Regions from separate parts of the Sus scrofa genome. Here region 1 is linked to region 2. Evidence: chromatin contacts called from public Hi-C data. All regions are on one chromosome and are shown on one strand. The core of a region is the stretch at or near the end of the contact, and the rest is flanking DNA. Distances in the headings are between cores, read along the strand shown. Region 1 has its middle 130 kb from the start of SH3BP4. Region 2 overlaps TRPM8 (transient receptor potential cation channel subfamily M member 8).

Region 1 (4,942 bases), core at 1,778-4,277, 890 kb before region 2:
CACGTGTACACACATAAGCACACACAACACAGCTATGTACACAACACAACCATGTACAACACACATATGTACACACAGCTACATACACACCCCACATGTGTGCACGCACAACTATGTATGCGCACACATGTAAGCACACATGCATATCCACAACCCACACGCACATGTACACTGACACATGTGTGCACACACCCTCAGAAGAAGAGCAGCTCTCAGGACAGCACAGACGAAGCCTCCTTCAGAGGAACAGGAATGCTTTTCTGAGGCATGTCTGCCGCATGGCTCTGCCCCAGGGGTGGCTGTCAGCCCCCCGCATGCACAGGGCTCCTGCTCTGCCTTTGGTCCTCCTCAGGCCTCAGAGCCACCTGGCCGAGGGTCACGGCCTTCCCAGGGCAGCCCCCCTTTCCTCCGCACCCTCTCAAGGATGCAGAGCTCAGGGGAAGCTTTGACAGGCTGGACTTGGCCTTGAGTGGGGCTGAGTCAATGCTTAAGAGACATGACAGCTCCTCCCAACACTGCCAGTAAGGCTCTTTCTGACGTTATTTTGTTGGTGGGGTCCTGGAGTTCCAAGTCCCCAGGTTGGAAATCACTGCCTGAATCCAGCCCCTTCCTGGTACAAATGAGAGGAAGGAGGCTCAGAGAGGCACAGTGACTTTCTCAGAGTTGCACAGCAAGCCAGCGACCATAATGGTAGCTTATCAATAACGGGTTGAGCCTGTTACCCCCGGAACTACATCCCATGATTTGGCAAAACTCTCTGCCCACCCCCTTGAAGAGCAACGACTTCTTCCCATCGCTCAGCTGTGGGCGTTTCTCGGGGACGTCTTTCCTTTTCAGTGACAAGCTCTCCTCCTGGGGACAGTCCCCCAGAACCAGGCCACCCTGCTTTAAGCCCCTCAGCACAGATCAACCGAGCTTCCTACAACGTCACAGGCGTTTCCCGCCGACCCCACCCCGGCCTCCTGCTGCTCCACAGCCGCATGCACATTCCAGCCTCAAGCCCTCTGTTCCCTGCACCAGGACAGGCGTCTGCGCGTCCAGGACCTGACTTCGTTCAGGTTTTGTCCCAGTTTCATCTTATCAGACAGGTCTTCCTGGACCGCCTTTTCCAGAACATAAGCTCCGGAGGGCAGGGGCTTTGCTCACCACAGCTGCAGCCCAGCACCTCCTGAGTGAGCGGCCCCGGAGGCGTGTAAGGAATGAAATGATGGCCGATCCGATGAACCCTCTCGTAGGGAAGACAAGGAGCGTTCTGTGCATTTTACAGACAGGACAACTGAGGCAGAGCGTGAGTAGCTGGATCAAGGCCATGTGCCAGGTCACGTGCCACGGCGGGTGGTGGAGGCACAGGTGTGGAAACGGGCACACACCCGGATGAGGAGGGGACCCTTCCAGCTGGGGCGACAGGTGGGAGCGGAGAGGAAAAGGCAGGCTGGGAACTCGGACAAGGCCGTGCAATTTGGACTTTAAGATCCACCAAGGAGCCTGACTGCTGCCAGAGGTTAAGCAGCGAGAGAATGTGCATTACTAACTATTATAAGTGAAAGAGACAGGCTGGGGGATTACGCACAGAGTGTTTTAAAACTGGAAATAAGACTTAGGGAGCAAGTTGCCATCTTTCCCCAGTTAATAAGGCCTAAAACGAGCACCTGTAGTAATACAAGTACTGAGCCAAGTTAGCCAGCCAGTAAAGAAAGGGCTGGAGCCAGGTTTTTTGTTGGTTTGTTTGAGCTCTCAACACAGTGTTCTTTGTTTTATATGATGCATCGAGGTTGTTCAAGCTTTGACTCTAACACCAGCAATCGTCTGTTCTATGATAAATGCATACAAGTCTTTAAAAAAAAAAAACCTCTGACTGAGATCGATGGTGCTGGCTTTCAGATGTCATCTACATTTGTTTTCTACTGTCGGGTAAGAAGCTGGCACCCACGTGGCAGCTCAAAGCTGGTAGTTTCTGTGCCGGGGGATGGGCTGGGCTCTCTGCTCCAGGTCTCACCAGGCTGAGCTCCTGGTGGGGCCCCAGGAGCTGGCAAAGCCTCAGGGTCCTCTTCCAAGCTCACCTGGTTCTCGGCAGAGCCCAGCGTCAGGGACCTGAAGCCCCCAGGTCCGGGTCGTCTCTCTGGCTGTCAACGCCTGGAACCTCCCTCAGGCCCCTTGCTGTGTGGCTCCAGGCGCAGCTGTTTGCTTCTTCGAGGAAGCGTGGGATCGTTGAGAAGGTCACACGGTCACCTCGTCCTGGAATTAGCCAAACATTCGTCCTCTTCTCTGTCCTCCCACACTCACCAGGAGGAAGGATCAATGAAAAAAAGTCACTGTCCTATGAGTCGACAAGGGATGTCACGGCCATCAAGCCATCACATGACAGCTGCCCTGAGCCCTGACGGGGAGCCCTGAGAGATCCTGGGATAGAGATCAGATGCCATAGAGCCATCAGCCACTAGAGCCACCACCCCCCCCAGTACACAGCGCACCCTGGAGACGCAGGATGACGAAGCACAGGACACCGGCCCCTCGGAGCAGGGGTGCACAGCAAAGGAGTGGGTTCCGTGGGCCCAGACTCTTGCGTCTTCCCCAAACCCCAGATTCCTTAATGTGGGCTGTCTGGTGTGCGTTAATTAGCAGTGATTTTGATATTCCAGCTACCCAGTCTGTTGCCAAAACTCCCGTATCTCCTGGCCCTTCCCTTGCCTCTTCGCGGCAGCCCCTTTGAGCCTGCAGAGGGGCCCCGCCCCGGGCTTCTGTCTTCAGTTTTGTCTGTCAAAACACAATTCTCAACGTTTAGGCTGTGTATCCTGTTGAGGCCACAGGACTCCTCGTGGGGCCTGCTCCAGGGGCTGGAATCTTGGGCGCCCCTGAAAATCCTGTGGCAGCCCAACCCCGGATGTGCGCTCCGGTCTGGGGCGTTTCATCAGGACTCTTTTTAGTTCAGTGCCCACGTGGTTTCGGAGAAAACCATCCCCGCACCAGCTGTGAGCACCTCCAAGTCGACCTCTAGCTCGTGCACCGTGATTTCCACACGCATACCCCAGGAGGCGCCGCAGACCCCTCTTTGAGCCTGGCGGCATCGCCTGCCCCGCAGAAAGGGTATGTTCGGAATGTGATAGCGTCTGATATCAGCCACATCCCTGACTGCCGGCCCCCCGCACAGCCCGCTGGCGGGGCTGCTCAGCCCTTTTATTTACAAGCACCAGCTTCTGCCCCGATCGCCTTGCCAGAGCCACGGACCCCTTTACGCCCCTGACTCGGTCCTCCTGGCCCCTCCTCCCCGGGTGACCTCTAGTCTCCTTCCCTGGAGGAGGCCCCGAGGGGAAGAAGACGGAAAACATCAAAGAGCTTCTGAAAACGTCTTTGTTGGCTTTGATGTTTTGGACCATCCATGATTAAGGAATACAAAGTTCTTTTTGTTTCTCCAGCGCTTAATTAATGAAGAATCACCAGGAGGCAGAACGGAGGGATTAAATCAACAAATCCCACATCTAGGAAGCAGCTGCCGGGGCGACCTATGTATTTATTCAGCCTGAGCCGGGTTTGTGACTTGGTTCCATAAATGCTTTTCCAGGAGGGGAAATCCTCCTCGGAGAGGTTTTGATGCAAGAGAAGGAAAGAGAAAGTCTGCTCTCCTGTCCCGGCTTCAGAGGCTCTGCTTTGATGCAAAGTCCTGGCTCTGGTCTCACAGTCACAGCCCAACCACCCCCGAGAATAACACAGGTTATAAACCACAGCCATGGCTTCAGTTTGTGTTTGTCTCCAAGAAGAAACAGTATTTCTCTATCAAAGAAAAGTGGCCTCATGGTAAACGGTTGTTCTACCATAAACTATCTCCAGCTAGAATTCTTTTAAATGAGAAGGGATTATTTTGGAAGTTTTGAGGCTTTGTGGGGAGCAGCTACCATAAATCCATAAGAGAATGATTTTTATGGTATTGTCTGGGTTTATGATAAAATAAATAAAACTCTGATTCTGAGAATGCTTAGGGATTTGATGCTCTGGTTCTTTTTTTTTTTTTTTTTTTTTTGGCCATGCCCACAGCATACAGAAGTTTCCAAACCAGGAATTAAACCTGAGCTGCAGCACTGACAACACCAGGTCCTTAGCCCACCGAGCCACCAGGGAACTCCATGGTTAATTTAATTTTAAGGTGACATAAAAGCCAATCTAAATGTTTGTTTCAGTTCTTGTTGAAAATCTTTCTGAGATGTGATGGTTGGAAAATATAAAGATGTTTTCTTTGAAAAAGAAAATGTAGTGCATTCTCTTACGCTGCAAGTTCATTGGCTGGAATAGGAGCCCTTTAAGGACTTTGGGGATAGTTACGTTTTGGGATATCTGCTCAGCTCAAAAGGACCACTTTACACTGTCCCACACTGGTGTGAGCTCTGGCCTCGCTTCTGAAAATGACCTCGGTCTCTGCCCACAGTGGAGGAGTGGGCACCGACCCAGGAGGCCCAGTCAGAATCTTTTTTTCTGGGAATCTGGGACTAAGGAAGAGGTCAGTTTCTCCCAGAGGCTGGAATGATAACCCCTGAAATTGGGAGCCGGGGGCAGTTTTTTTTTTTTCTATACACAGTGTGGACTAAGGAACAGACAGGCCTGTCTGTTAGGGAAAAAGATCAAAATAAATGTGAAAAGTTAAAAGTGTGTTCACCCTGGTCCCAGCTCCTCCTGAGGCCCAGCCGCGATTCTGCCTTTACTTTCCCTGGTCTCCCTTCTAGTCTTGTAAAAAATCGCCCATTTCTCCTGAAGCTTGCTCCAGCTGCCTGGTGTACCAACATCCCAAAGAAATAGCACCCGGTCCCTGGAGCCATCAGGCAGACGGCCAGTCCCCCGCTGGCCTGGGTTTAGCTCCTCTTTCCCCTTCCCTGTTTTGTCCTGGTTCACCTTCACCCATCACCCAGGCTTGAACCTGGGATGCCGCCTTCAATGTCTGCTCCTCAGCTAATCA
Region 2 (5,140 bases), core at 774-3,273:
TGTGCATCCACTCAACACGGAGACACTGAGCAGCTAGGAGTGGGGACTTCACCAGGATGGGGGAGAAGAGGAAGTGCAAGGTAAGCATGGTCTTTGCCCTTCGGGAGCTTGGATGGGTAGATGGATGGTCGACCGCACAGCTGTTTGGACAGCTCTTTGAACCTTTCAGCCCCAAGAAGGGCTAAGAAGGAGGTGTTCAGAGTACACTTCAGGCACAAAAGGGAGTGTCCTCCCATGGTCACTGGGAACAGCTTCCACAAGAAGGAAGCATCTCTGAACCGAGGACGGAAGGGTGAGTAGGCACCAACTGAATGAACGGGGAGAGGCAGAGCATCCAGAGAGGGGACCGCATGTGCAAAGGACCTGTGGTGGGGGTTGGAAAGGTCTGTGAAAGTGAGGGAACAGATGCACGGTGACCAGACACGTTAATTTTTTTTTTTTTTTGTCTTTTTTTTTGCTATTTCTTGGGCCACTCCCACGGCATATGGAGGTTCCCAGGCTAGGGGTCCAACCGGAGCTGTAGCCACCAGCCTACGCCAGAGCCACAGCAACGCGGGATCCGAGCCGCGTCTGCAACCTACACCACAGCTCACGGCAACGCCGGATCGTTAACCCACTGAGCAAGGGCAGGGACCGAACCCGCAACCTCATGGTTCCTAGTCGGATTTGTTAACCACTGCGCCACGACGGGAACTCCAGACATGTTAATTTTTTATCTTTATACTAAAGGCAAGGGGTAGCCCTTAGACTGCTTTACACAGAGGAGTGACACGTCAGAGTCTCTTTATTCAAGGATTGCTCTTTGCACAACTATAAATGTAATAAATTCATTAAGTAATAAAAAAAATAATAAAGTAGAAAGAAAAAATTAAAAAAAAAAAAAAGGGATTGCTCTGGGGAGTTCCCGTCATGGCTCCGTGGTAATGAACCTGGCTGGTATCCATGAGGACACAGGTTTGATCCCTGGCCTCAATCAGTGGGTTAAGGATCTGGTGTTGCTGTGAGCTGTGGTGTAGGTCACAGACGCAGCTTGGACCCTGCGTTGCTGTGACTGTGGCATAGGCTGGTAGCTGCATCCAACTGACCCCTAGCCTGGGAACTTCCATATGCCACACATGTGGCCCTAAGACAATTAAAATTAAAATTAAAAAAAATTTTAAAAAGAAAAAAAAAAAAAAAAGCAGTCTGAAATGTTGGGCCTAAGCTTGCAAGGTAGACAGACAGAAGCTCAGGAGAAAGAAAGGCTTTGACAGTTCGTGTCCACTGCCTAGTGTTGGTCACACTCCAGCCATGTGCTTCTAAGATGACCCCCAGAGCCAGAGCAGGGAGCCCTGGTTCTGGAAGCAACTGCCCCCTCCCAGCTGTCCCCACCTGGGGCCATGTCAGGCTCACCGTCCACGTCACTGGGCACTTGGCCGAACATGGCCAGATAGGGCTCGTAGATGACCGAGCGGAAGATCCACCTCCAGCGGTGCTCATTCTGCCTGAGGATTCCTTGCCTGGCCACACCGAAGGCCACCATCCAGACAGCGAAGAGGAACAGGAAGAAGAACACGTCGATCAACTGTGACGAGAGGACAGGAGAGCAGGGTCAGGACTATGCCGTGGCTGCTCCCCCACTCCGCCGACCACAGGGGAGCTCAGAGGCTCTGGAGCCCTGGGACCTAAGTCGCCCAACATTCGCTCATTAATTTTTAAAAATGGCCATCATCACCCTCAGGTCTCCAGGCGTCTGTCTCCCAGCATGAAAACTGACAGGCGCATTTTTGCTCCCAGGTCCCCAAACCAGTTCAGTAGCAGAGATGTTCTGAATGAGACCAGCCTGGAGCCCCTCCCTCTCTCCAGTTCTGCAGACCCCTCAGTCATGCCTGCATTGTTTCTTTCCCTAAGGCAAAGCAAAAGCTCTCCTTGTTAGACAGGAATGCACAGTTTCATCTTTTCTAAGGTTCTGCGCACAGAGCATGACCTCATGGTGACTCGATGCCCCAGATACGCTTTGAATTAAAACCACAAACCGGAGCTCAGCCTTGGAAAAGAAACCTCCAGATGAGCTCATCCAAATGCCCATCTGATTTGAAGACAGAGGCACGAGAGGTATGAGTCACGTGGAAAACAAGCTGAAAGAAGCCACATCACCGGTGTGTAATTATCACCCCCCATGAGACGGGTCTGGTAGCGCTTTCCTGACGTCCGTTCCACTTGGTTAGAAAGCTAAAGCTCCAGTCCTCGCTCTACCTCTGGCTCACTGCGTGTCTCCAGACAAACATATTAGCCTCCTTGAACCCGATAGTCCAAATCTATAAAATGGGTATAAAAGTCCCTACACTGCCTGGGCTCTGAGTGTCAAATCTAAATAAAGATCGTTCTCAGAAATGAACAGACTTATGCTCTTTGCTCCTGACAGTCATCCTGTGTTAAATTTTAACTGGAAGGGGCCCCGATGAAAACACATCGGAGAGAGCAAACCCGACCGATGGTGAAATGCAGCCGTCACTCTGCAGACAAAATCCCGTCAGGACAGTGAGAGGAACCTGGGTACAACCGGAAGAAGGACAACTACAAATATTCCTCATTCTTACCATCCTCTGCAACATGATAATCTTGGGTCCTAAGTTTCTGCTGACAGTGAAAATGTGGATCAACCTTAGCGTGAATATGATGTAGTCCAGGCAAAAAATCACGCGTCCGGAGTAGAGAGAGGTTCTGTTGGAAGGATGGAGCCTGTGGGAAGAAGGGGAACAGAATTTGTGAGACGCTAACAAAATATTTCAAAGTGGTACTCTTGAAAAAAACAAGGAGTTCCTATTGTGGCACAGTGGTAACAAACCCAACTGGCATCCGTGAGGACTCGGGTTCCATCCCTGGCCTCACTCCGTGGGTGACGGATCCGGCGTTGCTGTGAGCTGCGGTGTAGGTTGCAAATGGCTCAGATCTAGCATGGCTGCGGCTGTGGTAGAGGCTGGCAGCTTCAGCTCCAATTCAACCCCTAGCCTGGGCACCTCCACATGCTGCAGGTGTGGCCCCAAAAGAGCAAAAAAATCAAAAAATAACCAAAAGCATGGCAACAGCCAGGAGCCGGGGAATGGGATAAAAGGAGTTCCCGTCGTGGCTCAGTGGTTAACGAATCTGACTAGGAACCATGAGGTTTTGGGTTCGATCCCTGGCCTTGCTCAGTGGGTTAAGGATCCAGCGTTGCCGTGAGCCATGGTGAGGGTGCAGAGACGCAGCTTGGATCCTGTGTTGCTGTGACTCTGGCGTAGGCCGGCAGCAACAGCTCCAATTGGACCCCTAGCCTGGGAACCTCCATATGCCAAGAGAATGGCCCTAGAAATGGCAAAAAGACAAAAACAAGTGGGATAAGTGGGATAAAAGGCCAGGGAGCACACCCTCCCGTCAGTGACTGAAATCCAAAGGCCCCAACTTCTGCCCTCATGGACCCCAGGAGGGGCAAGGGGGTCACACAAAACAGAGCTGCCAAGATTCTCGACCCTTTCGTCTTCCATCCCAAATATGACTGCGGGGCCCATCCCGCCATCGCTGACTTCTGGGCTCACAAGGTCTATAATGACTTCAGCCACTTGAGACTCGACCCTGCCAGACATCCCCCCAGGGAAACGTACCTCGTTTGCACCAGATCATGTGATTAGCTAACCACCTGCTAGCGTGTTCATGGACCTCCATATGTGCTTCCTACCTGGGACCCTCTAGAATCACATCCAGCCAACGGCGGCTCAAACACTGGGCCTTTAACCCAAAGGGAGGCGGAAACTGAGGTCTGACCCCATGCAAATCGTCGAGAGAGCACTCGGTGTAAAGCACCTCACTCTGGGTAAACGCACACGTGCACAGTCAGGATTCTGGGCTCCAACAGAAGCACGAGGTTTCCCTTGACGCTCTTTAGGGCAGGCAGGCCTGGAGGGAGCAGGCCTGCACAGGGGGAGCCAAGGCTTGAAGGCTCCCCAACTCCCCTGTCACGTGGAGTCTGGCTGCTTTTCACCTTCAGCCATCATTTCGGCTGGTTTTTCTAATCGCACGCTCTGGCTCTGGGTGGAGGAAATCCTGCAACTGGGAGGGCAGGCTCCAGGAGCAGCATTCGAGTGGAAGTTAAGTGCAGGTTAGAGGATGCCACGGCCCCAGACGAAAAGGCCGTGTGATAGTCACATCCTCATCCATCTCTATGCCCCGCGACTTTGAACTCTCTCCCCCAGTTCTAGAACCACAAAGGGAAAGCCCGTGCGGAACCCTTTGGCAAATTCCAGATCACCAGGGGGAGGGAAGACAGGAGACAATTTTACACCAACCAAGCTGTGTCTCTAAGAGGCAGAGACAGCGGGCATTTGCAATAATTTCTAATAGGGGCAGACAGACTTTTCTTGGGCGTGAAATGTCTTTCTTTCGCCTTTCCACCCAAGAGAATCCAAAACCATCTGATTCTTGGGAGAGTGGTAAGGACTACTCACCGAAATACGATTCCTGCTATAAAGTAAAAGAGCCCAAGCGTGTCCATGACGTTCCACAGGTCGGTAAAATAATTCACCCCGTTCATGTACCACTGCCGCACAGAGAGGGACAGAGAGAGGACACAGCAGTTTAGAAATATCAACTGCTTCCAGGTTAACGAGGCTTCACACACTTTTGTCCAGATCCTTTTGAGCCAATGATGTGCCAAGTGGGTCCTACAACTGCCCTGTGCTATTTCAGGGGAATCAGAAAGTAGGCTGCACGCTTGCTCTTCTGTTATTCATGGATTTCTAACAAAGTCAAGAAAAAGGACTCTTGGATCCTTCCTGTTCTTTAAAGAGGAACTTGCAAAGAATGAGTTTAGCCTGTGTGGGAAAATATGGAACCCCCTGAGAAACCACGTACAGTGGTGCGGGTTGCACACTGCACAACTCTAGAGGGTGTTATCCATCACAGATCTGAGTGTTTATTGCGAAAATCTTCTGGCAGCTGGCAATAAAACATCTCCATAAAAGGAACTTTTTTAAAGTTTAGAAATTTTTTTTTTTTTTTTTCCACACAGGTGGTATATGTGTCACCTGTGAGGACAGGTGTGGTCGCAGAAAGGATTGATAAGAACAATGTGCCTCAGTGAGTCTTCCGTCATGATTTGTAACTATTGGTCATGATTTCTCAGAAG

What was found. A called contact is a pair of places that touch in the nucleus more often than the background predicts.
Region 1: a Hi-C map of embryonic fibroblasts shows a contact between it and region 2, with 2.2 times the contacts expected there. The contact joins two enhancer-like sites. A contact is called at or near these places in 11 of 47 Hi-C or Micro-C datasets (embryonic fibroblasts, epiblast stem cells, fetal skeletal muscle and 6 more).

What each region holds. Positions count from the first base shown.
Region 1 is chr15:135,126,031-135,130,972 of Sscrofa11.1, reverse strand. No RefSeq gene overlaps it. Among named protein-coding and RNA genes, the nearest start is that of SH3BP4, 130 kb to the right of the region's middle. Within about 2 kb of position 3,027, at least 12 of the 83 cell types and tissues checked have an H3K27ac peak or open chromatin away from gene starts, as enhancers often do. A contact at or near this core is called in embryonic fibroblasts, where this site is marked.
Region 2 is chr15:134,231,929-134,237,068 of Sscrofa11.1, reverse strand. It overlaps TRPM8 (transient receptor potential cation channel subfamily M member 8), which reads right to left. Exons shown (of 28, transcript XM_021074741.1): 20 at 4,461-4,552; 21 at 2,580-2,721; 22 at 1,393-1,564. Among named protein-coding and RNA genes, the nearest start is that of SPP2, 48 kb to the left of the region's middle. Within about 2 kb of position 2,023, at least 12 of the 83 cell types and tissues checked have an H3K27ac peak or open chromatin away from gene starts, as enhancers often do. A contact at or near this core is called in embryonic fibroblasts, where this site is marked.